2 separate regions of the Mus musculus genome follow, and region 1 is linked to region 2. A link is a contact called in public HiChIP or PLAC-seq data. All regions are on one chromosome and are shown on one strand. The core of a region is the stretch at or near the end of the contact, and the rest is flanking DNA. Distances in the headings are between cores, read along the strand shown.

Region 1 (3,256 bases), core at 365-2,864, 440 kb after region 2:
GCTGCACCAGGGAGACAGCTGTCAGACCACTCACCCAGCACTGTGGGCTGGTTATGGTAATTTTTCTGACAAATCACAGAGGAGAGCTCAGAAGGGAAGAGCTCTTGTTCCAAGTCACCGAACAGTCTCACATATGCTCAAAAGCCTTCTCTGTACAAATAAAGGAAGTGCCACTAACTCCACTTTCCAGAGGAAAGTGACTCATTAATTGCTTACCCAGAGTCACTGGCAGAGCTGAGATTGAAAGCTCGGATGAAGGTCTGATGCCAAAGCCCTGAGTGGGGCCCTGGTGTAACACGGGGATGGTGAGGAGGGAGCTAGGTGGGACTGACAGCTAGTGTGGGGCCCTGGGTACCAGCCAGGAATGTGGAATTACACTAAAGACTCCCTTCGGGGCACAGCAAATGACTTTTTTTCCCCTCAAGGCCAGCAGTGAAGAACAACTGATTACAGACTGAGCTACAAGCCTCAGCCCCTGACTGAGGCTGTCACAGCAAGGAAGGAGCCATGCTGGAGGGTCGTGTGCAGAGATCCCTACAGAGTGCCACGGAATTAATTGTGCATCTTTAATGGAGTGCATCTTTAGCTGACCTAGGGCCCGATTCTTGCCCTTAAAGAGTAAATAAAGTCCTTAAAACTAGCAAAAGGTGATGTGAGGTCCAGTATGTAAAAGGCACGTCGCTCTTGACGCTTCGTCCTTTAACAAGATACCCTGGATGTTTTTTGGATGGCCCTCAAAGACTTTAAGGGGTTACCACATCCAGATAAGAGGGACTGTGGTGCTAAAAATATAGAAAGGGCTTGTGGAGGAAGATCTGGGAACTTTAATGGAAAAGCCTGCCGCTCTTAAGTAAAAATAAGGGGACCAGAGAGAGGACTGAGAAGCCCCAGCCCCAAGCCCAGCTTTGTCTCCTGCCCCCAGTGAGTGAATTGACTCTCTTTAAACCCTAAAAGCAAGTGGCTCCAGTAGATGGAATCCCAGGAGCACCCAATCCGAGGTGCAGAGGAGAAGCAGGGCGGGGCAGAGATACCTGGGGTGGGGGAGGGGTCTCTGCAGGTGCCACCACAGGAAGCACTCTCCTCTGTCACCCGTCCTGATGTGGCATGATTGGTTTTTAAAGCCTTTTAAACCCTATTTTTACACCGAGCACATTTCTCTTCTCTTTCAAAGGAACAAAGGGATCACACAGCCCACATGCCCTTCAAACTGGCAGCTGGGGAGGAAAGGCAGGGTGCAGATCTGCAGCCACAGAGAGCTGGTTCCCCCACGTCCGCCTCCTGCATCCGACAGAAGGGCAGCCAGCAGATGCAGGCTCCGTGGAGCCACCCATCCCGAAGGTTTCCAGTGCCCTGGCAACCAATTATTACAGTGGCATTCAGTAGTTTAGGGAAGGTTAAACCCCTGTCTTTCTCCCAGATACTTAGATGACCCTGGTCAGAAAGTCCGGTGTCCTTCCATGTGACCAGGGTGAACCCACTGTGACATGCTTTACCTGCTGTACGCACACACAAGTACTCGAAGGGTTTTATTACATTGGCATCTGCATTGCTTAAGGAAAACAATCTCCTTTCACTTTCTGGGTTTCTCTTAAAATGGAAAATATTAGCACTATTACTCACACAGTTATTTTAAAAATGGAAGGACAGATGATTCATCTCCAACTCCAGAGATAGAGAGTAAGTATTGGGGTGACTTCTCTGAGCCTTTGAGTTTTGGTCTCATTAGGAGAGACACCTGGCCAGCATGCATGGCGTCTCCCAGGCCTCTTCCAATCTCATCGAGTTCTAAGAATCCCAGGTCTCCCCACCCCTCAGTCCTGAACCCCTACCGATCCCATCTGGATCTCGAGTGTGCTTAGCTAAGACCTTACAGTGGGTTGCTAAGTGCTTGTATTATGCCCTCTGAAAAGTCAGAGCAGGAAGCAAAGTTGCAAGGGAAAAAAATCCATACTCGTGATAAAGATTCTGCAAGGAGATTGGCTGATTAGAACTTCCCAGTGGTTCAGAGTAGAAATGTTATAGATTCAGAGTCCAAGTTATCTTACACCGAAAACTCCTCTTCATAGCTGTTCTCTGTGTCCAACCTGACACCGTGTGACCCTCAGGCGCAGGTTTTTAGATTGCATTATTTAGGTCTTTGTCAACTTGACACTATCAGGCTGGCCTGTAGGAAAGTCTGGGGACATTTGCTTAGCCATTGATGTGGAAGGGTCTAGCCTACTGCAGCCCTGAGACAGGTGGTCCTGGGCAATATAAAAAAGTTAGCTGAGAAATCAGTTCAAGGGAAGCCAGGCAGTAAGCAGCGCTCCTCGGTGGCCTCTGCTTCAGTCCCTGCCTCCAGGTTCCTGCCAGAATTCTTGCCCTGACTTCCCTCAGGGATGGACGATGAGCTGTGAGCTGAAATAAACTCTCACAGGTTGCTTTGGATGCCAATGGAAAGTGAATTAAGACAAGATCTTTGCTTCCACAAATCCAAAGTGAAGAATGTCATGGGACCACATCAGACATCCATAGCAGGTTTCTTTCCTTTTGTTCTAACCCACCTACCTGATGTTCCCATGAATAGATCTGGGGAATGCCTTGATTTATGTATGACTTTCTTTTATTCGGGGATTATGACAGCTCGATGAAATTATTTCCATGTTGTAACATTGAATTTGGGGTAACCCTAATCCCTGCCCCTAGGCCTCTGCCATGAATATTTATCTCAGGAATAAACTTCCCCTGTCCCCTTTAAGAGGAGAGATGCATTTCATGAACAACAGAAGCTCAGGACCCCAATAAAAGCCAAACCTATCCCTCCCTCCAACACAGACCATGGTCACTAGTTCTGCTTGGGGGTTCTCCTGTAGGTTTGCCCACCAGTGACTTTGAATGCCCATGGACAAGCTTCATGGCTCCTGAATCTGCAATCTGCACATCACTTTAGAAACAGAAAAGAGAAAAGCATTGAACACACAGAGCTGTGAGGAAAACATAGATTTGGAGACATACACCTACACACACACACAAAACATCCCACTACCACCACCACCACCACCACCACCAACAACAACAACAACAACAACATTACTAGATGTTGCTGCCAAGGAAATCCTAAATCAAGGTAATGAGGCTTCTAGTAGTTGCCCAATAGCATTTGTTGTGAAGGAGGTCTCATATGATAGAAAGATACTAAACAAATCTATTAACGCTAGAGGGGTGGCTCAGAGGTTAAGAGCACTTGGCTGCTCTTGCAGGGGACTCAAACTTGCTT
Region 2 (2,946 bases), core at 335-2,834:
CAGGTGTCGTGGTGCACACCTTTAATTCCAGCACTCAGATGAAGGGGCAGACAGATCTCTGTGGTTTTGTGGTCAGCCTGATCTACCAAGCCAGTAGACCCGAGAGGGGGTGGGGAAGGGGGGAGAGCACCTTTTTTGTTTGAGAATAAGGGATCTTAAAGTGAGTCTGCCCTGGTTTCTGTTAGATCAAATTGCTAAAATAATAGCCTTCCTTATATTACTATTGCATTTAAGGATTTTTGGAAAATAATTTGTTATTCATCTCTGAAGAAGCATGCTGTTTGATGAACTGCCATTTGTTTTAGCTGTGAAACCCCAAGTTCAGTACCTCAGTTTCCTGTGATAAAAATGTAAAACGTTAATTAATAGACCTTCTCATTACTGGGACACCCGTATTTCTTGATATTTTTTTCTTCTTTTTCATGTTTCAGAATAGTTTTTCCAGCATAGGGTTTAATGGCTGCATATTTAGGTGCCTTTTAAAGGAGTGGGGACTTCTTTTAAAATAAGAGCAGGCGTTGTTTTGCTAATACTTGCTTTTCAGGATCACTTCACAAGAAGTGTGTGTGCCCAAGTCCTTCCTTCACTCCATAGCTGTTGTGCAAGCACTGTGATGTAGGAGACTTAGTAGAGCATTTCATTCTGCCTCCTGCTTTGGGCATAGCTGGCTGTGAGTTTCAGCAAGCCCCACCCTCTGCTAGTCCTCTCACTGTAAGCCCCGCCCTCCATTAGCCCTCCCACTGTAAGCCCCGCCCTCTGTTGGTCCTCCCACTGTAAGCTCCGCCCTCTGTTGCCCCTCACCATCCAGCATCAACACAGTTTGAAAAGTGTTAGGGTGAAGTAGAAGTCATCAGAAACTTTTCCTGATAGCTCTAGCCCAGCAAGTTATCCCTCTGAAACCAAACCTTTCCTACTACCGTCACTTAACTATGTGAGAGGACATAGGAACTTCAGAGATAACATTTTTTTTCAGTTTGGTTACACAGTAGCTAAGATGTTCTTTTTTTTTTTTTTTTTTTAAATGGTGAGCTCTGTAACTTTGTAAACCATCTCCGAAAGGAGGGTAGAAAAGCGGCTCCAGGAAATGGCTCTCTACTGTGATGCACCAGGAGAAACTGTACAGTCTTCCTATAAGGCTAGGAAAGTGTCACCTGGAAATAGCTCTCTACCATGGTGGACCAGGAAAAACTGTACAATCTTCCCAGAGAACAAAAGGAAAATAAAACTGCTCAGCAAGAAAATGTTTAAAAAAAAAAAAAAAAAAAAACACCTATCCATGTTGGGGCTGGAGAGGTGGCTCAGTGGTTAGAGCACTGGCTGCTCTGTGGAGGATCTGGGTTCAATTCCGAGCACCCACAAGTGACTCACAACCATCTGTAACTGTGGTTCCAGGAGATCCAATGCCCTCTTCTGGCCTCCTCTGGCACTGCATGCAGATACTGAACATATACATGCATACAAAAATACATACAGTCAAATACACACCCATGCACGTAAAATAAAAATAAACAAGTCTTTAAAAGCTATGCATGCCTGTTGTCTTCCTGCCCACACCTAGCTATCCAATTGGCCATATGTGTCACTGCTGTCCTCCAGGCCTGGTTGCTGCAGACTATCAGTGAATGATCTAGAAACGTGACCAGCCTTTTCCCAGTTACTGATTCCCTTGCGCTTCTACATTCTCCCAAGGAAGTACAGATAGTATAGACATCCATGACACACACAGAGAGCAACCAAACAGTAGTTACAGACTAGAGGATAATTAAATGAAGGTTCTGGCCACTGCACGACTGGGAAAAAGCTGGAAAAGAATCATAAGTGAGGCTCATGGTGGGGGTGGGGATGGGGCGGAGTTTTAAGGATGGGGCGGGGTTTTGTTAAACTGACATGGAGTGGGGATTGAGCTACAAACAAAGAGTTCACCAGGAAGTGCTTTTGCTCCGATGTGATGAAGCACAAAAGGATAGTTCTCACTTAGACTAAACTCTGGAAAATACAGTACAGAGAGTGCAGAGACCTCTCCCGCCTGGAAGCCAGGCTTGCGGTTTCTTTACTTGTATTAATGGAGAAGTGTAGATCTCCCAGAGTTTTGTTGTTGTTGTTTGGTTTTGGCTTTGGGGTTCATTTCATTTGGGGGAAGGTTGCTTTTGGTTTTGTTGTTTGTTTGTTTGCTTGCTTGCTTGCTTGCTTGCTTGCTTGCTTGCTTTTTAGCAGAGATGCAATCTGACTGCACTGTTCATACTTTTGGGAAGGTAGACTAAAGGAAGGGAGAATCTACAAAGAGCCTAAAAGCGTCTTAAGTGCTACACAAATGTATTAAAACTCCCTTCGCTGGCTTCTTCTCTTTCTGCTGCTTGCTCTCTAGGATGCTCCTGCCTTGCATGTTCAATTAGCATTTCCTGCTCCTTGGCCTCATCCGTCTCTGTTTCCAGTTGCTTGTTAGCCATCCAGATGTGGATACCCTTGTTATCTTCCTGCTAGGATGATGCTCCCTCATTAGCCACCGTCTCCTGGGTAAACAAGATGTTTCTTTTAACTAGGGATTCTCCCAGCATGCACAGGGACAAAGACTGGACCAACCTTTTAAGTTCAGTCACTCTGGTTTCTTTTAATACAGGGTTTGACTACATTGTTCACACAATCAGACAGTCGAGTATATGGTAGAGTATTGAATATGAGCAGTACTTCCTGTTAAATGGGTTTTTGTTGTTGTTAAATTTCATTTCATAGTAGAAAAGTGGGTCGTTATACAAACACACTGTAGCTTGAGTTAATTAGTTGAGAAAGAAATAAAACTTATTGATTATTTCAAATATTGTATCAGCACTATCTTGAAACTGTAGCAGAAAGAAGACTAAAGGTTGCCCCCTACCTCTTGGGATGCCCTCCCTGAGCTCTGTTATAAATCCGGCCACACTTTTTAATATTCACACTGAAAATGAATGG

Evidence for each region. HiChIP or PLAC-seq counts read pairs in DNA pulled down with a chosen protein or histone mark.
Region 1: a contact with region 2 is called in an H3K4me3 HiChIP or PLAC-seq map of the SCID.adh cell line, with 10 read pairs. The contact joins two enhancer-like sites. A contact is called at or near these places in 1 of 115 datasets of contacts at active chromatin or transcription factors (the SCID.adh cell line) and 1 of 9 other capture datasets (embryonic stem cells).

The regions. Positions count from the first base shown.
Region 1 is chr5:148,708,052-148,711,307 of GRCm38.p6, forward strand. No RefSeq gene overlaps it. Among named protein-coding and RNA genes, the nearest start is that of 2210417A02Rik, 32 kb to the right of the region's middle. Within about 2 kb of position 1,615, at least 162 of the 459 cell types and tissues checked have an H3K27ac peak or open chromatin away from gene starts, as enhancers often do. A contact at or near this core is called in the SCID.adh cell line, where this site is marked.
Region 2 is chr5:148,266,962-148,269,907 of GRCm38.p6, forward strand. All of the region lies in intron 7 of Mtus2 (microtubule associated tumor suppressor candidate 2), which reads left to right. Among named protein-coding and RNA genes, the nearest start is that of Gm46928, 120 kb to the left of the region's middle. Within about 2 kb of position 1,585, at least 2 of the 459 cell types and tissues checked have an H3K27ac peak or open chromatin away from gene starts, as enhancers often do. A contact at or near this core is called in the SCID.adh cell line, where this site is marked.